2 separate regions of the Ovis canadensis genome follow, and region 2 is linked to region 1. A link is a contact called in public Hi-C data. All regions are on one chromosome and are shown on one strand. Each heading gives the region's core, a stretch centred on a gene start, on an enhancer-like site or on the middle of the called end of the contact. The rest is flanking DNA. Distances are from core to core; before and after follow the strand shown. Region 1 holds the start of NPAS1 (neuronal PAS domain protein 1). Region 2 holds the start of CCDC9 (coiled-coil domain containing 9).

What was found. Hi-C and Micro-C count contacts between places; a contact is called where the count stands out from the background.
Region 2: a contact with region 1 is called in a Hi-C map of lung, with 4 times the contacts expected there. The contact joins the promoter of CCDC9 here to the promoter of NPAS1 in region 1. A contact is called at or near these places in 2 of 2 Hi-C or Micro-C datasets (fibroblasts and lung).

The regions. Positions count from the first base shown.
Region 1 is chr14:67,137,534-67,143,189 of ARS-UI_OviCan_v2, forward strand. It overlaps NPAS1 (neuronal PAS domain protein 1), which reads left to right and starts at 3,857. Exons shown (of 11, transcript XM_069549275.1): 1 at 3,857-4,012; 2 at 4,484-4,719. The coding sequence starts at 3,912.
Region 2 is chr14:67,319,619-67,325,251 of ARS-UI_OviCan_v2, forward strand. It overlaps CCDC9 (coiled-coil domain containing 9), which reads left to right and starts at 3,550. Exons shown (of 16, transcript XR_011248459.1): 1 at 3,550-3,667; 2 at 5,266-5,339; 3 at 5,467-5,571.

The sequences.
Region 1 (5,656 bases), core at 2,607-5,106:
TGCATTACAGGCTTATATAAATAACCTATTTTAAGAAAAATTTTAGTGAAAGGAGTGTCATTATTTTACACTTTTGCAAAGCTCCTTAAAGTCCAGCCTCACAGAAAACAGCTGGACACTCCTGCTGCTTATGCCTGGGGTCTGCTGTGATATCACAGGCCAGGGAGCCTCTGAAACCTCCCCCATCACTGGATGCTCATGGAGAAGGAAGTGGAAAGGCAGAAAATGTCTCGGTATGAAAATGTGACCTCATAGACCCCCTGAGATGGTCTCAGGAACGAGTGCCCACGTCACACATAAAAGATTAGCTCTCAAATTGTTCAGTGTGGTTGTCCTGATTGAACCTACGGACCTCCCAAGGACTGGGGTACAGGTATCCAAGGAACTTCAGTGACCAGGATCCTGGTGTCTTAGCTCCACCACTGCTCCAATGGGAACCCCAACATCAGTTTCCCACTAGCCCATAAATGAGCACTAAGGGATTATAGCGCCTCCCACATATCTTGGAGCAGCTAACCCTGTGCCCCACAACTACTGAGGCTGTGCTCTAGAGCCTGTGCTCCACAACAAGGGAAGCTACCCACCGCAAGAAGCCTGTGCACTGCAATGGGAGAGCGAGTAGGCCCTGCTCAGCACAGCTAGAGAAAGCCTGCGTGCAGCAATGAAGACCCAGCACAGACAAAAATAAACTAAATAAATGAAATTTGTATTGTTGTCCAGGCACTCAGTCGTATCTGACTCTTTGCAACCCCAAGGACTGCAGCATGCCAGGCTTCCCGGTCCTTCACCATCTCTCGGAGTTTGCCCAGATTCATGTCCCTTGAGCTGATGATGCCACCCAACCATCTCATCCTCTGTTGTCCCCTTCTCCTCCTGCCTTCAATCTTTCCCAGCATCAGCGTCTTTGCCAATGAGTTGGCTCTTTGCATCAGGTGGCCAAAGTATTGGAGCTTCAGCATCAGTTCTTGCAATGAATATTCAAGATTGATCAACCTTATTCAAAGTTGATCTCCTTTAGGATTGACTAGTTTGATCCCCTTGCAGTCCAAAGGACTCTCAAGAGTCTTCTCTAGCACCACAGTTCAAAAGCATCAACTCTTTGGTGCTCAGCCTTCTTTAAATGAATATTAAAAATAATTTTTTTAAAAAAAAAGAGTGTTCCTATCAGCCCGTGTACATGAGGGTGCAGAGATGTGTGCCTTGGTTCCTCTGTCCAACCTGAGGAAGACCCTAGCTCTCTGCCAGCCCTGCCCACCCGCCTCCCCTAAGACTTCCAGCCCACCTTCATCAGTTGCACTGCGGTCTCCTAGGAGTACTTCATGCTCACATGTTCAGCTGGTCCCACTCTTCTCAACCGCATGGACTGTAGCCTGCCAGGCTCCTCTGTCCATGGGATCCTCCAGGCAAGAATACTGGAGTGGGTTGCCATACTCTCCTCCAGAGGATCTTCCAAACCCCGGGACTGAACCCGGGTGTCATGTCTCCTGCATTGGCAGGTGGGTTCTTTACCACTGAGTCACCTGGGAAGCCCCCTAGCAGCACTTAAGCACCTGGAAACCCCCATGCCAGGCTGCTGAAGGGGCTTGGGAGGGAGAGATTTTGTATTTTCTACCAGAGTGGAAAAGAACTGGCTGGATCACCTGGGTCTCCAGATCTCTATGGGAGGTACTATAATCCCTTAGTTCCCATTTATGGTCTAATGGGAAGCTCCAAAGTTAGGGTTCCCGCAGGAGTAGTGGTGGAACTAAGACCCCAGGATCCTGATCTCTGAAGTTCCTTGGACACCTGTGTCCCAGTCCCTGGGAAGTCTAGATGTCAAATCCTGGTCTTATAAGGTGGGGGGTGGGGGGTGGGGTTGGGGGGGCGCTGGCGGGGGGGGGTGTTGAGCCCAAGGTCCCCTTCTTGTCCAGATGGCCTCGCTGACATTCTTAAGTTCTCTCCTGGTAAAGGGTCTCTAACGCCTGGATTTGCTCCCCTAGAGGGGACGCTGACGTCTGGGTCTCCACCCCTACAGGAGCGGGCGCAGGGTGCCTTCCTTGTCTTGAGGAGCTGCTGGGTGCTGAGTATTCTTAGGGAACATGGGGTGATAGTTCCTTCCAGTGGGGTATATAGAGATAGAGCCTGGACTCCGGTGTTCCCCTCTTGGGGTGGGGAAGCCGACTTCGAGGTTCCCGTTCTGGTGGGCTAAGGGGGCTCAGACATCTGAGCAGCCCAGGACTCCCTTGCTTGGAACCCCCTACCTGAATATTCATTGGAGGGACTGAGGCTGAGGCTGAAGCTCCAATACTTTGGCCACCTGATGCGAAGAGCCGACTCATTGGAAAAGACCCTGATTGATGCTGGCAAAGATTGAAGGCAGAAGAGGAAGAGAGAAGACCAGACGGTTGGATGGCCTCATCGACTCAATGGACATGAGTTTGAGCAAACTCCGGGAGATGGTGAGGGACAGGGAGGCCTGGCGTGCTGCGGTCCATGGGGTCGCAAACAGTCGGACACGACGGAGCCACTGAACAACAACCGCGGAAAAGATCAGAGTGGCTGACGCGGGGCAGGACCGAAGGGAGGAGACTCCGTGGGCGGGGCTCCAGCAGGCCCCGCCCCCGCCCGCCGGCGCTGTCTCCACGCATCCAAGTCTGCGAGGCCTCGGCGGGCGCGGAGAGCCTAGCGACACAGCCCGCGCGCCCCGCCGAGCCCGGCCCGCCCCGGGGTCTATGGGGCCGCTCCTCTGCGCCGCCCGGCCGGCCCCACGCCGCGCCCGGAGACTGCCCTCGCGGTCAGATAACGAGGCGGTGGGTCTTGCAGGTAGGGGACGCCAGGGGGCAGGTATGAGAGGACAGGGAACTCCTGAGTCCTGGAGGTGAAGGGGACCGGGACTCCAGTGTCCTGGGGGCTAGGGCAGCGGAACGCCTGTCTCCCGGGGCTGAGAGTAGGGGCGCACGGAGGTTGAGTCTTGGAGAATTAGGGGCCTGGGGGATCTGAACGCCAAGATCTAGGGCATCGGGGGACCTGGCTGGGAAGGCTTGGGGGCGGCGTGGATGTGGGGAGCGGGGCTGGACCCTGAATGCCTAGCCCTGGAGGAATGAAGACCTAATTGAACATGTTTCCGGTTCTGGGGAATCTGAATACCAGGACACCTGGGCTCAGAATTCTGGATCCATCCTGAGGGCTACCTGGGGCTGAGGAGCTGGCCGCTGCATCGGGGGTCTTCAGGGAGGAAGTTGTGGTTGCGGAGATTTGGCGGCCCAGACACGTGGCATCACCCCCAGGGTTTGAGGGGTGGTCCCTGGGAAAAGCATCGGGTGGGGTCCCTAGTTTCTGCCTCCCCCCTGCCCCTATCTCTTTAACCGAGCCTGGGAAATAGGCGTACCGCAGATGCAAAAACCAGACTCCCGGGATGGGCTTGTGGTGGGAGCAGGTCCCCGGGGTAGAGGGCTCTGGGGGCTGGAGCCGGTCTTGCCTGGGCCCCGGCGAGGCGCCCGCCCCCCGCCCGGCTTTGGGCATGCTTGGCACGCAGCGCGCGGGCCGGTCGGATCCGTATGCGCGCCGCGTGCGCCTATTGGTATGCGGGAGCCGGCCCGGCGCGGGCGTGAGGCGGGCGCGCTGGCGGGCGGCGCGGGGGAGGCGGCGGCGGGGCACGTCCTCACCCTGAGTGAGCTTCGCCCGGAGCCCGGCACGGTGAGAGCTGCGGGCTGTGTAACCTGGCCTCCGGGTAGGAGAAACTGAGGCCACCTCCCGCGGCAGCTCCTCGCCGGGACCCTGCACCCAACCCCGCGGACCTTGGTTTGCCTACCAGGTGTCCCACGCGCCCCCTCGGGCGCTGAGCGTTGCCTCCCGCTCCTTCCCGCTGCAGGAGACGCGGCTCTCGAGTCCCACAGGCCGCTCTGAGCCCTCCTGAGCGGGTCCCCACGGAGATGGCGGCCCCCTACCCCAGCGGTGGCGGGGGAGGTCGCGGCGGCAGCGTCCCTTGGGACTTTCTGCCGGGGTTCGTGGTCAAGGCCCCGCCGGGACCCTGGTGAGCAAAGCCCTGCCCCTCGGGCCGTGGCCCCACCCCAAGGCGGGATCCGACGAGGATTCACATTCACCTTCGCCCCGCCCCTCGGGCCGTGGCCCCGCCCCAAGGCGGGATCCGAAGAGAATTCACACTCACCTTCCGCCCCGCCCCTCGGGCTAGACTTTCTTACCCGGAGTTGCTCTACCGAGGTTCCGCAACTCACCGCACACTGGGCGTTCGGTTCCTAGCCCCCTTTTTCGGGACTCCTACCCAACATTCTTACCGCTCCCCTCTCCTTCCTCCTCCCCCTCAGCCTTTACACCCCCAAGTCCTGCCCCACGGCTGGGCAGAGAAGTCACTCTCAGGCTCTGTCCCGACCTCCAGAGTCCTGAACCCACTTCCAACGTCCCGTTCCCCCCGTTCCCGAGGCCCCCGCCCCCGAACCCGGAGTCCCCGGCCCCCGCTGACGCTCCCTCCGCGCCGCCCGCCCAGCCTGCAGGCGCAGCGCAAGGAGAAGTCCCGTAACGCTGCGCGCTCGCGGCGCGGAAAGGAGAACCTGGAGTTCTTCGAGCTGGCCAAGCTACTCCCTCTGCCCGGAGCCATCTCCAGCCAGCTGGACAAGGCGTCCATCGTGCGCCTCAGCGTCACCTACCTCCGCCTGCGCCGCTTTGCCGCGCTCGGGGCGCCGCCCTGGGGGCTGCGGTCTTCGGTGCCGCCGGCGGGCCTAGGTGAGTGCGCATGCGCGGGGGCGGGGTCCTGGCGCGCTCGCGCAGGGCAGGGCACCCCGGGTCTGAGCTGTGAGCTAGCTGTGGCCAGTCTCCTCCACCCGAAAGGAAGGGAGTACAGAATTTGGAGTCAGACCTTTTGGGTGTTGCTATCAGACGGCTTCTGCTGTCCAGGCCTCAGTTTATTCATCTGTAAAATGGGCTCACCAGGTAGGGACGGTTTCATGAATTCTGCCCTGGCCGTACCAGCGGTCATGCCACTAGTAAGGACTATTATTTTTATTAGAGGAAATGATTCATGATTCTCACAAAGGAGACCCGCAGCTGCATGAGCAGGACAGAGAGGACCCAGCCCGGGCCTCCCATCCGCTAATGAGCAAGAAACACCCCGCACTCAGATCGGAGGGACCCCAAAGGAAACACAAGGACTCTGGCGTCTGAATTCCCAGCCTGGGATGCGGGAGGGGGACGGGATAACATGGCAGGTAAGATGGCGAGCTTCAGTAAGACAGAGGTCCCTGTCCTCGCTTGGCCATTCCCCAGCATTGTGATCCCCGGGCAGGTCGCCTCACCTCTCTGTGCCTCATTTGTGAAGTGGAAATCATGATGAAGCCCCTCCCCTCCCCAGGGCTGAGAAGAGAAAAAGGTCTACCAGGTAATAAAGACCCTAAACACACCTGGTTCAGAGTAAACAGCCAATGTGTAGCGATTACTGTTATCAATGGTTGTTTAGTCGTTCAGTCGCGTCTGACTCTTTGCGACCCCATGGCTGTAGCCCACCAGGCTCCCTCTGTCCACTGAATTTCTCCAGGCAAGAATACTGGAGTGGGTTGCCATTTCCTTCTCCAGGGGATATTCCCGACCCGGAGATCGAACCGCGTCTCCTACATTGGCAGGGGGATTTTATTTTTTACCGCTGAGCCACCAGGGAAGCCTTTAT
Region 2 (5,633 bases), core at 2,300-4,799, 180 kb after region 1:
CTTCTATACCAGGGGGCGTGGGGTCGATCCCTGGCTATGGAGCTCAGATACCACAACCCCCCACAGTGCAGTCAAAACAAATAAAATTAAATAAAAATTTATTTAATAAAAATATAAAATGGGAGTGAGACTGCTCACCTCTTTGACTGGCTGGGTGGGGCAAAGGGATCAAGACCACGTGGGGCCTAAACCTGCGGCTTTGCTCCAGGCAGGGACCCAGGCACTGGCAGCTCTGCGGACCTCCTTACTGGGCCTCTGTGCTCTCCTTTGTAAAGTGGAGATGATAAAGAATTCCCTTCACTGCCCAGAGTTCTGGTGAAGATGCTGAGTGTCTCAAGGAGGGATTCTCAAGGTCTGGCTCACTCTGCTCTCTCACCTTCTCATCCCCAGTAGACATACCAAAAGTGCTCAGTTTCCCTTTTTAAAAATAATTAATTTTTGGCTGGGCTGGGACCTCATCGCTGTGTGGGCTTTGCTTCAGTCGCAGCGCGCAGGGGCTACTCTCTACTTGCGGCGCGCGGGCTTCTCATCGCAGTGGCTGCTCTTACTGCGGAGCACGGGCTGTAGGGCGCGTGGGCTTCAGTAGCTGTGGTTCACGGGCTTAGTTGCTCGGCGGCATGTGGGATCTTCTGGGATCAGGGATCCAACCTGTGTGTCTGGCACTGGCAGGTGGGTTCGTTATCACGGAGCCACCAAGGAAGCCTGAAGTCTCACTTTTTAATCAGAGAGTGGCCACTCAAACTACACTGAGACAGACTCTTTGGCTGTGATATTGGCAAAGATCAAAGATGGAGAATACCCCTGTCCGTGAGGCTGCCAGGGGACCTGCACCACTGTCCTGCCTGGAAAAGTGGAAGTGAGCACTAGGTCTTTCCTGAGCAGCCACCATCAGAAGTGGCTTTCCTGTGAAACGGAGGAAGTGCAACCCTCTGGGTCCCCCTATTTCCACAGCTTTGCCCAACACCCTCGGAGGTGCCCTTGCAGTCTTGTACATTTTTTTAAAGGCTGTGGGATCTTAATTCACTGACCAGGGATTGAACCCTGCCCCCAGCAGTGAAAGCGCCAAGCCCTAACTGCTGGACCACCAGGGCATTTCCCACTCTTTTTTTCAGGAGGGTTTCCAACTGGTATAAACTTCAGGTTCTACATACCCTGGGTCCACCTCTCTTCATTCTTTTTTTCCCCTGGAAAATAAAAATGGGAATTAACCTGTGATTCAGCAATCTGCTTTCCTAGAAGACAGAAGAATGGTTTCCATTTATTGAGAACTTACAATATTTCAGGCCAAGCACTGGGTGTCTATTAATTCATGAATCCATTGAATTCTGTGCAACCAACAGTAGGATGGTGTTATGATCTCCGTTTACAGATGGAGAAGATGAAGGCCAGAGAAGTTTCCTATGCGTGTTGCCCAAGATCACACAGTTGGTAAATGACAGAGCCAGGATTCAAAGCCAGATCTTCTGGCTTCAGAGTCAACAGCCTTAATCATGACATTAGGAGCCCTTTTGTGAACAAGATCACAGATCATGCAGTCATCAAGCCATGCGCCTATAGAAATTCAATGCTGCATCGCTGGCAACCTCCCCAGTTAGAAACAACTCGAACATCCACGAGACCAGTTGGACTAAATTATGGCTCATCTGTAGGACAGAATTTCACGTGGCAGTTTAAAAGCTAGTCAACCATCCACGGGCTAACTTCAAGGTATAGAGTTTCAGGGCATACGTTTTGTTTCACAAACAAGGAAGAAAATAATAGTACTAGCCAAGATTCAGTCAGGGACTTCCCTGGTGGTCTAGCGGTGAGGACTCCTCGATCTCACTGCCAAGGGTAGGGTTCAGTTCCTGGTCGGGGACCTAAATTCCAACCCCCTGCCAAAAAAAATCACTCATTCATTAAACAAATAGGTTTTGAGAGAGACTCGGTACTGCAGACAGAACACAGACAATATAGTTGAGAAAAAGTCAGTAAACAGTCAATCCTACAGGAAATCAACCTTCAGTATTCACTGGAAGGATTGATGCTGAAGCTGAAGCTCCAACTCTTTGGCCACCTGATGCAAGGAACTGACTCACTGGAAAAAAAAACCCTGATGCTGGGAAAGATTGCAGGCAGAAGTAGAAGAAGGTGACAGAGGATGAGATGGTTGGATGGCATCAGTGATTCAACAGATATGAGTTTCAGCAAACTCCAGGAGACAGTGAAGGACAGGGAAGCCTGGAGTGCTGCAGTCCACGGAGTTGCAGAGTTGGACATGACTTAGAGGCCGAACAGCAAGAGAATAAAGTGAAACACGGTAGTTTAGGGGGTAAACAGTAATATGGAGACATAAAACTGAAAGAGAAAAGCATGGGAGGTTTCGAAATTTTCAAACGAGTGGTTTCAAGGAAGACCTCAAAGAGGCGAAACTGAATACACGATTGAAGCCGGTGATGCAGTGATTTTGGTAGGCATTTGAAAAATTTTTACTTATCTATTTATTTCTGTGGCTGTGCCTCGAGGCTTGTGGGATCTTAGTTTCTGATCAGAAATTGAACGTGGGCCCCATCTGTGAAGGCACCCAGCCCTACCCACTGGCCCACCAGGGAATTCTTGGGGGATTTTAAGAGAATTAAATTGTATGTGTAGAGAAGGCCTCTGAAAGGCTGTTAATGATAACCATATAGGGGCAGTGGATTGCCAGGTATTTTCCCTTCCCATGTTTTAGACCACAAACTAAATTCATCAGCAATCTCAGGAAATCTGGTCTGCTCACTTACAACTGTCATCACCTCCTGTAAGGGTGTTCCATAGCATTTATCGTCACTTGTAACAATAGGTAAATTATGTCTAAGCTTTGTTTAATGTATGTAACCCTCTTGACTCTGTAGCAAAACCCAGTAGGTCCTCCTCTGAGCATCTTCCAGTTCCCTAGAAGCACCGGTTCACTCACCACAGGGCCTTTGCACAGGCTGTGCCCCCTGCCTGGACAGCCACCCCCTCTCAGTCTAGCCTCATCTCTCTCACAAGACATCCCCACAGTTCTGTCTTCTGTCGTTTCACATGTACTTGTGCCTTCCCTCAAGAGTCCAGGGATGGGGTCTGCCTTGTTCATCACCTTAACCCCCACTTCCCTATCCCCCCAGTACAGAGCTGGCACCCAATGCTGATTCAGAGGAAGAAGAGATTCTTTCCATTGAAAACTGTGAGCTCCTACAACTAACTATAAAGTTTCACTGGCAGGAGGGTGGGGGACCCCCGCCCACCTCCCAGCACAAGCTGGCAGGTCAGGCTTCCAAGAGTCAGTCCAGCGCCCGGCACCTACTTGTAGGAACCAGGAAAGAGGAGACGCAAATAGAGACCAGAGAGAGGGTGGTGTTTTCTTTCCCTGGAAGGAGGTCATTCAGGTAGAAGACAGTAGAACAAGCTTGCAGAACACTCCGTGCGCCGGCTCAACCCACTCCCGCCTCCACCCGGCGTGGGGGGCTGGGAGGAGGGGGGTGTTGGCGGGGAGGAGCGCCGCGCCTTTAAGGCTCCCGGAAACAGGCCTGCAAGGCCGGAAGTAACCCGCTTTAGTTCCCTTCTTCACGTGGTGCAGGCCGGAAGTGACGCGCGTGGCCCGGGAGCTGTAGACGCGGAGGCCGACGGAGCCGGAGTCGCGGACGCCGCGGGGTCTCCGGGACAGGTGACCGGGGGAGGGGGCCGGGAGCGCGCCCGGAGAGGGCGGGGCCTGACGCCCCACGTGGGGGGAGCGGGCGCCGGCGCTGGCGGGGTAGCCCGTCGCCCGCGGGGGCGGGGTCAGAGTACTCCGCGGGGGGCGGGGACTGGACGCCCACATGGGAAGCTAGAAGGGTGCTGAGGGGGCGGGCCGTCGGCGGGGCAGGGCCTGGGTGGGCCGGGCTCCGAAGGCATCCGGAGCTTTGGTGGGCAGCTGGGGAGGGCCCGAAAAAAGTTATGCTGGGGCTGGGGGCGGGGCCAAATATTACCCTGAGGACTAGGGGCGGGACCGGAAAGTTTCGCGTGTCCTGGAAGTGGGTCCAGGAAGTCAGGGGCGGGGCCAGGGGCTGACCTGAGGGTCCGGGCGGGGCCAGGCGCCGGTAGGGCGGAGCCAAAAAGTTTCGCAGGAATCGGGCCGCTGAGCCAGAATTTAGGGGCTCTAGGTACGGGGCCAGACACTGACGGGCGGGGCGGGGGCGGAGCCAGGGGCGTGACCAGAGGCTGGGCTTAGCAAATCGGAGGCGGGGCCAAAGTGTTGGCTGGTGAGCCGGGGGCGGGACCGGTGCCAGAAGGCGAGGAGGAGGGGGCGGGTTTAGGCTGCTGCCTTGGGCTCCTGTGGGCGGGGCCAGGAAGTTCGCCGGGGCCGTCGGACGCCGGGAGGGGGTGGGGTTAGTGACGCGCATGTGGGCGGGGTCAGAGGTTTGGCGGGAAAGGCGGGGCCGGAAAGTTTGCCTCTCTTCGGGGCGGGGCTGTGGCGTTCCGGACCGGGTGGAGACTGGAGCCTTTCCCTAGAAAGCCGCGTGAGGGCGAGGCGGTTTTGTCTGCGCCTGGGCGGGGAGGCTGTTCACCCAGGAGGCCAAACCTGACCCGGGAAGCCTGGGTCTGTTGGAGGAATCTTTGTTGGGGTGCAGGGGGCGGGGCTTTAAATCCCTGAGGGTAGGGGCAACGAACAGGAATGGGGCTCGGACTATTTTTTGAGTGTAGGATTGTAAGACGTCGCTGAAATTCTGGGGAAGTGTTAGGTGTAGATTATTAAACGGGATGCAAGCAGCACCAGGTTGAGCAGGGGGAGTCGGACTTTCTTGCGCAGGTCGTGGGAGAGGCTCATCCTAAAGCTCTCTTGGGGTAGAGGCCTGGGTTTTAAACTCCCAGCACAGGGATGTGGAGACTGAACTAGGATTTTCGTTTTGAAGGGAGCAGTGTGGGGTGTTTCCCTAAGTGGTGGGGCGGGCCCAGAACTTTCCCAGGGTGTGTGTGACTACATTGTTTACAGAGGAATGGATGGGTCCAAAACCCCCTTGAGAGCACTGAGTCTAAACTTTTCCTGGTAGGGGGTGGGCTGGAAGAGGGGCTTCAAGAAGAGGGACTGGGAGTGAGGGCGAGAATTCTTTTGGAGTGAAGGGTGTGTGTGTGTGTGTGTCCCGTGGAGTGAAGGGAGTGTGTGTGTGTGTGTCCCTTGGAGTGAAGGGATGTGTGTGCGCATTTGAGGAGCCCCCAGTCTGGAACAGGAAGAGACAGATTGAGTGGAGCCATTGGCCTTAGTGCTTCTGTTCCCTCTGCCCTCAGGAGCCCCCAGTGCTGTGTCCAGATTCTGCAGGGGAGGTTTGCTGGGACCCAGGCCCCACTCTGCCAGTGGAATGGTGAGAAGAAAAGTGGGGTCTTTGAGATCTGAGCTTTGGGGCAGGGGCCTTGGGAGGAGAGGTTCTCTGCCCGCAGACCCTGGGGCAGGTAGAGGTTTCCAGCCTCTTATCTGTCCGCCCCTCTCAGTCAGCCGCACTGGATCTGAAATCAAAGGAGGAGAAGGATGCTGAGTTGGACAAGAGGATCGAGGCTCTTCGGCGGAAGAATGAGGCCCTCATCCGGCGCTACCAGGTGCCCTAGCCCCGCCCTGGGAGACCCCATCCCCTCTCCTCCCCGCAGTGAGTTTCCCTCAC